2 separate regions of the Hordeum vulgare genome follow, and region 1 is linked to region 2. A link is a contact called in public Hi-C data. All regions are on one chromosome and are shown on one strand. The core of a region is the stretch at or near the end of the contact, and the rest is flanking DNA. Distances in the headings are between cores, read along the strand shown. Region 1 has its middle 110 kb from the start of LOC123404715. Region 2 has its middle 310 kb from the start of LOC123404370.

The links. A called contact is a pair of places that touch in the nucleus more often than the background predicts.
Region 1: a Hi-C map of leaf shows a contact between it and region 2, with 2.6 times the contacts expected there. The contact joins two enhancer-like sites. A contact is called at or near these places in 2 of 6 Hi-C or Micro-C datasets (leaf and seedling).

The regions. Positions count from the first base shown.
Region 1 is chr6H:166,093,364-166,099,894 of MorexV3_pseudomolecules_assembly, forward strand. No RefSeq gene overlaps it. Among protein-coding and RNA genes, the nearest start is that of LOC123404715, 110 kb to the left of the region's middle. Within about 2 kb of position 4,103, at least 3 of the 3 cell types and tissues checked have open chromatin away from gene starts, as enhancers often do. A contact at or near this core is called in leaf, where this site is marked.
Region 2 is chr6H:165,466,721-165,473,745 of MorexV3_pseudomolecules_assembly, forward strand. No RefSeq gene overlaps it. Among protein-coding and RNA genes, the nearest start is that of LOC123404370, 310 kb to the left of the region's middle. Within about 2 kb of position 2,416, at least 2 of the 3 cell types and tissues checked have open chromatin away from gene starts, as enhancers often do. A contact at or near this core is called in leaf, where this site is marked.

The sequences.
Region 1 (6,531 bases), core at 2,853-5,352, 630 kb after region 2:
CGGGTTGTGGCGTCCGGTGATGGTGAATGTTGGCCGGGGTGAAAACCTGATCTATCTTCGGATGGACCGACGATAGCGTAGCTCATTCCCTTCTTGAAGGCATCCTCGCGGCTTTCATTGCATGTTGTGTTGCGCCAAGGGAAACTTTGATTCCTGGGTTGGACGGTGGAGCATTCTGGTGTCGTAACCTTCCTGAAGGCGTCGTCTTGAAGCACACAGTTCGTTGTATGCAGCTTCACCTTTTCGCGGTGATGTGTTCATGATTAAGAACTTCGGTTGCTCTTGTAGTACTAGGGGTAGTGGTGCTGCGCTCAGCGCCTATGTTTTTAACCTTGGGTATGTGCGTGTGCTGTGATAATGTGTGTTTGTATCTAGAATATGATGGATCCTTGCTTTATATATAATATGAATGAAAGCCATTTTCAATAATGCTACACGTATGAAGAATTATAGGCAAAGACTAATTCACTCTACTTCTTTCTAATCCCGCTAAGCCAACTCAACCTATAATTAATTTTGGACAACGCTAGGGAGCGGCGCCGCAGAGTCTTGCCGTGCGGCGGCTCACTTAATCACATTTCAATGCAAAAATTAGCATCCTGTTAATCGCCTATCTCTCTCATGCATGCATGCGTGCAATGATATCATTATGTATAATAAAAACTGCTACATGCATGCAATGATGTCGTCAAGATTCTTTTTGATTTTGAAATTTAAAAAGTTTTATCTACAAAACCGTTAATTCAATCGATGATCCGCTTTCACCATTGACTTTCTCTCGACGAGTTCTTAAAAATTAGATCCGATGTCAACATGTTCCGTCAACTATTTTTTTCACTCATACTTGCCACATTTTTTGACCCCACTTGTCATATTATTAACCACTTACTTGTCTGAAAAAATAACTTAATTGACACTTTTAATGTTTTTTCGTACAAAACCATGTAACAATTTTCGTTATATATGATATAAAAGCATTGTCATAGGTTGTATTTGTCAATATGCAAACTTGTCATTTTTACATGCAACTTTGCAAAAAAAACTATTTTGTGTGCTTGTTAGTTTAACTATGTTGGGTTATCATATTTATAAACGATGACAAAAAAGATTTTTTTGTAGTCACCGATTTTAAATATGTTGAGTTGTCATATTTTTGTGTGTAATCGCCTAAAAAAAGTTGTTTGTGCTTGCCATTTTAATTATGTCTAGATGTCATATTTATACGCAGTTTTCAAAAAAATTGGCGATTAAGTTATTTTTTATCAGACAAGTAAGTATTTACTAATATGACAAGTAAGTACAGCAAATGTAGTAAGTACGGGCAAAAAAAATTGTCAGAACATGTCGACATGGGATCTAGTTTTGAAGATTTCATCGAAACAAAGTCAACGGCGAAAACGGATCATCGATCGAATTAATGGTTTAAGAGATAAAAGTTTTTGAATTTCGATCATTTAAAACGAATCTCATAACATCATTGCATGCATGCATGCATGAGAAGAGATGATGCAAGCCGGGATGTCCATCATGCTGCGCTTCTAAATAAAATTTCTCATTAATTTTTGCATTTAATTCTCGGTATATGTAGCATTATTCTTTCAACTGTGGTCTGTCGATGAAAACTGAAAAGAACTTTACAAATCACTGTTTTTTACTTTCGTGCTCTTGTTTTGTAACTGTACCAAAGTGCTCTGGACACAACTTTTTTGTGGATCCGCTGTACTGATAAGGCTTTTACATTGGAGAACATCACAATCACATCAGAGTACAGAAGCAGACAAATTATACAGCAAAAAGGCCACATTACCTAGGGACAGTCAGAGTCAGTACATAGCAAGTTTTACACCGTTGCTAAATACAGGGTGCTACACCTACACTGCAAGGAGCTTGGGACAGCCACACACACAATCTCGACTAGTACAATGGGTAAATTTAGCTGTTGGTGAGCTGCATATTGGCTTCTCGTTTTATTTTCAAAAGGAGGATGTATGGGGCTCTGCATCTCGAAGGTGTATGCAACTATTTTATTAATTACTATTTTACAATGTAATACATTAGTAAATTTAAAGCCATCATCTTAATAACACCGATCATTATTTTTATCCCCGTGATGAATGAGTGTCGAATATTTAAGCCTAATACTGGATATCACATCAACACCTAACATCCAAGTCATAATACCTGGACTGGTTTATACACCGGTCCGGCGTACTTTCAGTGGGCACCACATGCGCATGCTGCAAAGGCTGTTACCTCCTTCACCCATCGATCCATCTTCAGATCAGATACTCACACATTGACCTTGCCATGCCTCTCTGCCATCAACGCCACCACAACGCCACACAACGTCGTCCTCGAGTCCATCGCCACCCATCGAACACCGAGTCTCCACTGCGCCATGCCGCCGAGATTCGCCGCCATCGATGTGTAGGATGAAGCACCGCTCCACCACCTACCAACGCCCAACCACCAAGTCGTCCTCATGTTCGTCCAACCGATGAATGTCTCCAAAGATGAAGCCCTCACGGGGGTGATGACGAAGATATTGCCATCATCCGATCCAGGAGGCCCCTCAACACCTCCAACGAGGGCTATGACACCCATGCGCGTCGCCGTCAATGGTAGCCTCCTCCAGATATGCGGTTTCCCCCGTAAACAATGAAGCGAGGGACGCCCCCATCATCGCCTCCAACGAGCAAAACGACACCCACAGGTGCCGCCGACGATGGTGGTATCCTCACCCACTTCAGCAGCTAGGCCACCATCTCCTCCTCCACTTGATCCGCTGATCCCTTTGGACCAATGATGAAGACAACCAAAGATAGAGGAGGTCATATTGCTGCGTGACCGGCGCCATGACCAAACACACGCCGTCCCGAGGCGCTCGCTCAAGATCCACCATCACAGCCATGCCTCCAAACCGCGATGAAGGGACGCCCCGCCGCCGCCATCATCCCCCCTCACGGGCTTTGCCCAGCCAGGATCCCGCAACAGTGGAAGGGGAGGCGAGTAAATTGCCAAAAACTACCACATTTGGCGCAAATGTGTCCGGTGGCTACCACTTTACGATTATCAGCGAAAAACTATCAAAAATTTGCTAATCCGTTGCTAAAAACTACCAAGATTTGTAACTGTCCATTTTAGCTCGTTTAATCGTTTTTCTAGCAAGCCGGGCCCACATGTCAGATTGACTGTTAGCCGCCCTGCTCGCGCTTCACGGCCATACCGCCGACCTCCGCGCAGCCGTTCGCCGCCGTGACCCCGTCAAGCTCGCCTCCGCAGCCCGCGCTCAGCGTCGCGCCGCCAAGGACCTTGCCGGACTCGCCGCCGCCGTCGCCCGCTGCGTGCCCGTGCATACCCACGCCACCTCCTCCTCCTCGTCCGGGGTCGAGGTAGCGCGAACCGTGGCCCAGGCCTAGATCGAGCAAGGATTCCCGCCGGCCTAGATCACGGCCATGGCCTCCCCTGTTGTGTCCCTTCTAACCACGACGCCACCCCGGTTTCGTTCCCGCCGAGAGATGAGCCGAGGAACTCCAAGACCGACGACCTCTTCTTCCTCTGCTTCCTCTCTGTCGGGCAGAGCGTAGCAGCGTCGAGCCTCGCCATCTCCGTCGGGCCGATCACATCCTCGTCGTCTCCAGCGACCCGTGGTGAGAGACGCCTCCCCTCTCGCTTTTCCCTTGTTATGCATACCGTAGTCGTCGGGTTGCGCCTGTTCGTGAGCAAGCCGCGGCCGCACCGCGCCTTGCCGCACAGCCGCACATCACCGGCCTTCACACCTGCAGTCCCTTCACCTGACCGCACAACCGCACATCACCGGCCTTCACACCTGCAGTCCCTTCACCTGGCCGCGCAGCCGCACGAGCACCCGCAACCTCGCCTTGATGCACGTGGCCACGGGCATCGGCGTCCGTCTTCCTCCAGGTAGCCGCCCTCGCCGACGCGGCCGCGGCCACGTCGTTGGCGTCCTCCTCTGCCACCTCGCCCAAGACAAGACTGACGCTGGTGGGCGGCAAGAGGCCTGCCGGCGGCGGCGAGGACACGCACAGGGACGCACGTAACATGTTCGATGTAATGCACATGAGGGTGGAGAGAGGTGGAAGAAAGGTCTGACGTGTGGGTCCTATCTGTAATAACGGTCAAAGCTAACAGTCAACCTGACCTGTGGGCCCGACTTGCCAGAAAAACAATTAAACGAGCTAAGTTACAAATCTTGATAGTTTTTAGCAACGAATTAATAAAATTTTGGTAGTTTTTCGCTGATAATCGTAAAGTGATAGCCACTGGACACATTTGCTTCAAATATGGTAGTCTTTGGCAATTTACTCGAGGGGAGGCAGAGGGGAGGGGAGTCGTACGGAAGGTGAAGGAGATCGGGTGGGATCTAGAGGGGAGGTGGAGGCGGACAGAGAACTACACATGCTCTTCTTATTTTACAAAAGACAAAGTGTCAAAAACAGAAAACACAATACTAAGACCCTGTTGGGCAACGCTCCGCAGGAGTGGAGTGCTCGGAGAGTCGATTTCTCAATTCCGTAAGACTACAATGGAGACTGCTCCGCTCCGGCCGCTCCGCCGAACTGTTCCGTTCGGCGCCGCTCCGCTCGCTCCAGCAACAGAGTTAACGAGCCGAGTGAATCCGAACAGCTCCTAAGCTCCTGAATTTGCTAGGAGGAAAAATTGCAGCCGGATCCGTCGTCCTTACCTTCAGGATTTACTAGCTCTATACATTCAGACTCCACAATGATGTCCCCAACCTGAATCTTCAGCAAAGCAGAACATCATCCTAACAAACAAAAGCCTCAACGGTGAGGAATTCAGACTCCACAATGATGTCCCCAACCTGAATCTTCAGCAAAGCAGAACATCATGCTAACAAACAAAAGCCTCAACGATGAGGGCATTTGGCATAGTACCATACCAATTTGATTCCGCACCGAATGCTCCGACAGTTCAAGGGCCATCGGATGTTAAAAGACGAGACAAGATCCATCTACGAGGAAATCTGATGGGACAATTGCAAAACGGACCTTGAAGTCTAGCTGGAATGCGCACCCATGGTCTCACTCTTTCTCTGTCCTCTCTCTTGTCAGCCGCGGTACAAATTCCTTCATGTCGCCCTCTTCCTTTTCGACCTCTTCTCTCTCTCTCTCTTTCCTGTACGTGGACGGGATCTCCAGCCTTTCCTCCCTCTACTGTAACTAAGAAGGATCTCGGGTAAAAAAACTGAGCAGACTTTGCACCAGATCATATAAAGCAACTGCGCCTATATGGTTGTGGTTACTCTCACTGTCATGCTATAGCTAATGGATGTCGATGCTACAGCGCTACATGAGTTGACGGTAAAAGTAAGATACATAAACAAAACTTTCATATTAAAAATGCCAGGGTATTAACCTGCTTTTAAAAGAACTAGTTGTCCTCGTGCGTTGCCACGGAATAATAAAAAATATACTAAAAAAATAAATAGTTGAAATGACAAATGTTTGTCGAACACGATGTCATGTAATATCCATTCACACTTGACAACATGATTCTATCTCATGCTCCTTCCTCCTGGACGACAGTTGTGCCTTCATAAAAAGAGGCAGATCCCCGCTCCTTCGTCGCTCCAAGGGGCGACACCAGGACGCCCTCAGCCCAGCCAGGAACAGATGTTCACTACCGCTCTATCATCGTCACCAATGGTCGTCGCTGACGGCAATAAAGGTCAGCTGCAAGAATCAGGCGATCACGGATCTACTTTCCTCTTTTCCATCATCCTCTTCATCCCTGACCTTCGCCTGGATGTGACATGGCACCTGGATCCATCTGCTTTCTCTCATCCCCTCCACCTCTATGTTCCTTGATCACCACTCAGATCTTTCATCCACCAACCCTACTCCTCCTAGCAATGGCAGATGAGTGTCTTTCCTAGATCTACAGCCTACATACCGCACTAGCTAGATCCGCCATGTCTTGCAAAGGACCCACGGCTCCTTGGTTGTGTCGGTGCCTTGCAACAATGTGATTCCTATTTGCTGCATATCGCCTTCTCCTATTGTGCGCTCATCCAAGTCTTGTCGCTGCCAGCATTGAGAAGTGAGGAAAAATTTTAGGGAAAAAACATATTGAAAAGACTAACAAAAGGGACAAACAAAATGACTAAGACTGTCAAAGGAGATAAGGAAAAATGGTAAAAGATTGATGAAAGGTAACAACTGTAGAACGAGAATGAAGGAAATAAACACTAATTTCTTGCAGCGAAAAATAATAATATCTAAAACTCAATTATGTGGAGGGTAAATATGGTCTCTCTTCTACATAACGTCATAACCAAAAGCTAAGAAGCAAGCTTTACCTAAAAAAAACCTAAAAAGCAAAACATGGATTGCTGAAAAAATAGGAGGTTCGCATTTCCCTGAGTACAACCCCGTTATATTATGCCCCTCTCCAAAATTAACCCAAACATGAGCTGATAATCTAGAACAACATTATCCTGGGAGTGACTATTTATTTTTAGCTGAGCCATATTCAGAACCACACATCATG
Region 2 (7,025 bases), core at 1,166-3,665:
ATCCCGGAGAGAGATGCCCCGGCGATGCCGTTCAACGGTGTCGCTCCCTCCGCAAGCGAGATGTTCGACGAAATGGCCGGAAGGTATGCGTCTTCGGTCATGGTCATTTCCTTTCGTTTTCGCCATTTGTTGCGATAGCTCGTGACTTGTCAATCGTTCAATATATCCAAATATCGAAGAACTACACGATCTTGGAAGATCAAGCTTTGATCCAAGCATGGAGTGCGGTGTCTCTTGATGCATGCACGGGTACTTCTCAAACCGCCAAGAGATATTGACAAAGGATCGGAGATCAATACTTCCGCATTATCGCAAAGCATCCCAATAGGACTCCACGCACATGTCGGTCGCTTCAAGGGCGTTGGGAAAATATCAAGCCTATGTGTAGTCGTTGGGCAGCTTGCTTGGAGCAAGTACGCAATGCACTTCCAAGTGGGACCGTGGAATCCGACTATGTGAGTTTGTTTTTCCTTTGTCCAAGTTGTGCGTAATCATATTTGCATCATGAGAATTGATTACATCACTTTGTTCACATTGTGTAGGACAAGATTGCCCAACATAGATACAAAGACATGGAAGCTTCGGAAGGCAAATTCTTCAAACTAAAGCATTGTTGGGAGTTGCTCCAAAAGTGCGAGAAGTGGAAGTTGATCGACAAAGAATCTTTGTTGCTTGCCGAAGAGAACAAGATCATGTCAATGAACCGCGATGACATGGACGACCTCACCAAAACATGGCATGATATGGCAAGGAGAGAGATCTTGAAGAGGAGAATGGTCGCGTTGGCTGGCCAGTGTTACAGGTCCGGAGATGTTTTCTCTGCTCCATATGGTCGCAATGCCGATGAACTTCAAGATGGACTCGATGGCGCAGAGTGAAGATCGACCAAGATGATGCAAGACCCTCTTTTGCGTTTGTCGTACTGAAGTTGGCTTTTATTTGCGCGTAAAACTGTGTTATGTTTGTTTGAATTTGAACTTATTTGTTAGAACTTATGTCAAATGCGAGAATTGAGCGTTTTCTGTTTTCGGGTCGACGCGGCCGTGTCCGAACAGACCCCGCAAAAGACGACTCGTATAAAAGCATATTCGGCGAATATACTTTTATACGGGTCCGTTTGGGGGGTTTGCATCTCCGGCCGACCGAGCCAGCCCGCAAAAGCGGTTTTCCCTGAACTGCAAACGCGTTTTGGGGCCGATGGGATGCGGGGGTCTGCTAGAGTTGCTCTAAAGGAAAAGAACAATCTAGCCTTGTTCTTCGAGGAGACACATCGAACAGCTTCTTGAGTTTCATGGCGCCTCCAAGCGGTTCCCGATCTGAGTACGGTGCTCACTAATGAGTGGTGACACATACTTCTGCGGCCCCCCTGGTTTTGGGGGGCCCGGGCAGTCGTCCCCCCCCCAGGGCCGCCCCTGGCGGGGCTGGGCACTGCTAGGGAGAAGAACACCGTGGATGCTTTTTTCCCGTCATACCGGTTCGATTTGAACTGCGGGTTGATTACCTAAAATTGCAGGGCTTTTCTATAAAATGACCAAGGACGGACAGGCACAATCGATCTGTCCTTCAATAGTAGGTATAGATATAGGAGTTAAGACCTCCTATTTGTCGCGTGCTAGCGGCAAATTGTTGAACCTTCGCTGAAGGCCGCCATGAATGGACTGGGCCCATTTGGAGGTATTGAACTACACGCGAGCAAAAAAATAGGGATTTTTTGTTTGAAAAGAGCTGCCGCGCGACTCGAACTTGCAGCCTTAAGTATCGGATTAAAGTTGAACATATTCAAAAAAATACATGTTGATAATTTTCTTAATATGTGATGAACATTTTCTAATATAGAATAAACATTTGGAAAATAAAATAAATTTATGCGTTGAACATTTTTCGAATATGGATTGAACAATTGTAACTTAAATTGAACAATTTTTAGATACACATTGAACATTTGTAATATATGTTGACAATTTTCGAATACACATTGAACATTTGTAATATACGTTGAACAATTTTTAAATACTTACTGAACATTTGTGTACTACCACCGAAAGTTTTTTTGAAACATAGGGAAATACTTTATGTTCATTGAACAATTTATAATATACGATGAACATTTTATAATGTATGATGAACTTCTATGATATACTGTGAACATTTTTTAAGTATATGTTGAACTTTTTGGTAACACGCAATGAAGTTTGTGTAATATCAAGAAAATGAAGCAGTAAAAATAAAACAAAAAAGAATAAAAAGGAGAAAAAGATAAATATAAAACAGAATAAAAATAAAAATGAAAATGAAAACAAAAGAAAGAACCAGAAAAGTAAAATAAAAAAACAATACAAACAAAACACCTGATGCAACAACACATAGCATGCGCTGCCGTGCACTGTGACCCGTTGGCGGCAAATAGGAGTTGCGGGCGTTTCTCCGACGATTTGCAACCCGTTGGCGGCAAATAGGAGTTGCCCGGGAGCTCCTACCTGCCGCTCATTGCGGCAGGGACTCCTGCATCTCACAGTGCGGGCATATTTGGAAGCGCGAACAATTTCTTAAAGCATGACCATTTTTTTAGTCTTGAGAGAAAAATTTTAAAATGGAGAACAATTTCAAAAAAAACCTAAACAAATATGGAAGCGCAGACAATTTTTTAAAGTATGAACACTTTTAAAATGATAAGAACAAATTTTGAAACCGAGAAAAAATTGAATCTTTAGAACAAATTCTGAAAGTGAGAACAACTTTGGAAAATACACTGAAAATAGAAAACATTTTTTGACAACCCAAAAACAGTTTTTGAAAATCCACAACATATTTTGAAATGGAACAGAAAAGGAAAAATAATAAAAAATGAAAAACAAAAAACCGGTGCAGGGAACCTTCTAGAAGTTTTCCGAAAGCGGAAAAACCGGCTGAGAATGTTCCCAAAACTGGGGTGTTGCACCCCGGTAAATTGGGAAGCCCATTTGAAATCGATGTCCCTCCCGCTTTGTACGAAACCTACACCCCGACACCGCTTCGTAGAGAGCGCGAATAGAGTTTTTTTTCCATAATTCTAGCCCCTTGCAAGTGGACCTCCTACGTGCCGCATTCTGCGACAGGGAGTCCTTCGCTCGCACGGAGGGTCGTCCCAACTGGGCCTGCCCAGTTTTCTTTTTGACCCAAAAAACCTGATAATTTCCTTTTTAATTACTTTTCTGCTTTTTCCTTTTCTGCATATTTCTTTTTCTTTTCTTTTTTGGTTCGCTTTTTCTCTTTGAATTTGAGGCAAAAAATGGAATTCGAAGATCATTTTCTGAAACATTGAAAAAAATCTAAATTTATGAACAAAGTTCGAAGAACGACAAATTTTTGAAATTTGGAACATTTTGTTAATCAAAAACATTTTTTGACATTTATGAAAAACAATTGAACAATAAAGTAATTTAATAATTAACTAAAACTTTGATATTTGGAACATTTATTGAAAATACCAAACATATTCTTAATATAATGAACCTTTTATAAAACTAATTCTTAAAGCATGAACATATTTTGAATCTTTAGAACAAATTTTTAAACCGAGAACAATTTTGAAAAATTCTGAACAAATTTGGAAGCGTGAACAATATTTCAAATCACAGAAATTTTTTGAATCTTGAGAACAACTATTGAAACCAAGAACTATTGTGAAATATAATGAACAAATTTGGAAGCACCAACAATTATTTAAAGCACAAACATTTTTTCAGTCTTCAGAACAAATTTTTTGAAATGCAGAACAATTTTGAAAAACCGCGAAACAAATTTGGAAGCGCAAACAATTTTTTAAACCGTGAACTTCTTTTTTAAACTTGAGAACAAATTTTGAAACCAAGATTGATGTTGAAAAAGCTTGAAAAAATTCAGAAGTGCAAACAATTTTTTAAAGCAGGGACATTTTTGGAATCTTAAGAATAAAAATTTTACACGAAGAACAATTTTGAAAAACAGCAAACAAATTTAGAAGCGCGATCAATTTTGAACAATTTTTAAAGTGGAGAACAAATTTAAACGCACAAAGAAATTTTTAAAGCACTAAAAGTTTTTGAATCTTAAGAATAAATTTTAAAACCGAGAAATTTTTTGAAAAATTACGAACAAATATTAAAGCGCAACCGATTTTGTAAACATTTTTAATCCAGGACAAATTGCAAAATACCGTATATTTTTTGAAAATACAAATTATTCTTTTATAATAAGAAACATTTTCAAAAAAATTAGAACCTTTTTTGATGTAATAACTATTTAAAAAAATGGCAACTATTTGAAATTTAGAATATTTTTAAAAGCAATAAAAAATTGAATTTTAAGAACAATTGTCGAACATGATCTTATTTTATAAAAATATTAAATAACCATGGAAATAAAGAAACAGAAATCAATAAAAGAGAAGAATAAAGGAAAAAAGAAAACGAAAAAAAGAAACATAAACATAAACATAAAAACGATAAAGATGAAAAAGAAGAAAAAAAAGGAAAATAAACTGGTTCAGGGAACCTCCTTGAATGTTCCCAAAATCGGTGGCGAAGCCAACTGGGCCGGTCCAAATATGATCGGGGATATGCGGAGCCACCGCTATTTGCCGCAATATACGGCGAATGGCATTTTCCCTTTGTAAGTCGGGGGATATCGTGTAAACTTAGGCCCTATTTGGTTAAAAAGTTGTTAGATTTTTCTAGTCCCAACTAAAATGTCCTTAGTCCCTAACTTTTTGATTTGAGGGACTAAATATGGACTAGACGTTATTAAATGATCATGTTACCTCTAGTAATGGACTAGAGGTTATTAAATGACATGTTAAAAGCCAGGACACTATTGAAAAAAGTCTCTAGAAGTCCAAAAAGACTCTCCCTCAGCGTCTTCTTTCTTTAGGCCCCAAAGACCCTCATGTTTGGTTTAGATGGTACTAAAAGGGACTCTTTTAGTCCCTACACCAAAAATTTATTGTAAACAAACACCCCCTTACTCGGCCGAGGGCTCAGATCTAATATGGTTGGCCCATATTTTGATTTTTCTATACATTTCTCGCACCGGTTTTGGGCACGTTCTGTAACATTCGCTAAACTTATTTGTTATTCTATTTTTATTTTCTCAGTTCTGTTTTGGTGTTTTGGTTTTATGTTTAATTTTTTGTTCCCAAATTAGCAAACATTTATTGTATTTGGGGAACAATTTGAAATTCATTTTGGTTCTTTACTTTATTTATAGTTTCTAAATTTCGTCAACATTTTTAGAATTTGAAAATATAATTAGGAACTAATATCATTTTTTATGATCGTTTTTAAATTAATGACATTTTTTAAACTGATGAGTAACTCTAAAATTTTGTGAGCATTTTAAGATTTCACTGAATTCTTTCTAAATGTTTGGAAGTACTTTACTACATAACCGGGTGAAATAGATAAACTTTTAAAAAGAGCCCGTACAAAACTAACAATGCAAGGAGTAAGAGGCATCACATTGGTATTTTTATTGGGCGGGCACACCAAATTAGCAAACATTTATTGTATTTGGGGAACAATCTAATATGGTTGGTGCTTTGGAGGAGGTGTACATTTGCTGAGTTTGCATGAAATCATTATGTCGGGACCGCGATCCTAAGCCATAGGAATCCAGCCTGTAACACATCGAATCCCTTTGCGGTCTCACGCACGGTTAACCCCACGGTTGCAGCCTTACCTGAGGCGGGACCGTTTGCGCCTTTTGACTCACGTATGCAACTGTGTCGCTAGCATTCCAATGACAAAGAACCCGGATCGACATGTCTAGTCATAAACCAAAGTGGCAGTTCCGCACAGGGACAGGCATACATGACCCAGCAAAGCAGGTGTCGGTCACCAGCGAATGTAGACGAGTCGTAGCAAGCTACAAGGACTCCATTACATCGCGTGACATTTTCTCAAAGGGGACAGACACAACAGCTAAGAAGGACACACGCCGGTCAACCAATGTGTCCGGAGCAGTAGCGAGCTACCATGGCTCGTTGGATCACAAAGGGGCATTTCCCTGTAAGGAGTGCTACTAAAGTTTACGGCTAGGTAATCGAACCCCATACATATCAAGTACGACACACGTACGCATGGCATACCGATATGCATAGATACATCGATGGCATCACAACATAACCATAAACATACAAGCTTTATTTAAGAGGCTCGGAAGAGCCACACACATGATATTACACAGTAAGGGTCTCACGATCCATCATAACAGTCATTCAGTTACAAGCGAGCGGAAGTGATTAAACTGTCTGAGTACAGACAGATGAGAATAGAAGGCACATGGCCTGACTATACTACAGACCCAACCTAGGGCCAGATCGTAGCTGGGACACCAGCTACTCGTCATCGTCGATGTCTAGGAAGAACCCTCCATTAGGGTCATTAACAACCTCTGCAACAATTATTAAACAAACATGAGTACGGAGGTACTCAGCAAGACTTTAGGATAACTATCTACTCATGCAATGTATCAATAAGGAATTATGGGGTTTCATGCAGAAAGCCAGCATTTGACTCGTGGCTAGACAACTTACATTTTAAAACAAGTTTTGATAACTAGATTTCTTGCACACGAGTCCACTATCACCACAACAATACTCTATCGTGGAATCATTCCGTCTCCATACGAAAATGCCATCCACGACACTCACACTTATCTTGACAATTTTATGAGTAGCCATTGAAGTTATCTATGAACAACATATGTCTCCAAGTAGTCCATATCCGCGGAGGCGGCTATTCGAATAGATCATAACCCTGCAGGGGTGTACTTCGTCACACAGGCTCTCGCCACTTATCGCCATGTGCACGTCATGCACCTCGGCAACCTTCAAGCGGAAGCCCAGCGAGGGAGTCGGCCACGACCGTTAACCACACTAGTACCGAGTCCAGGTTTATCGCCTATCTGAGAGTAACCCGCACGGAAGTCCGGCCGAGGTTTCCGCCATGGCCTCAAACGATGTGCGCAGGGTTCCCAAGCCAACCATCCGGGTGCCACTTGGTACACCG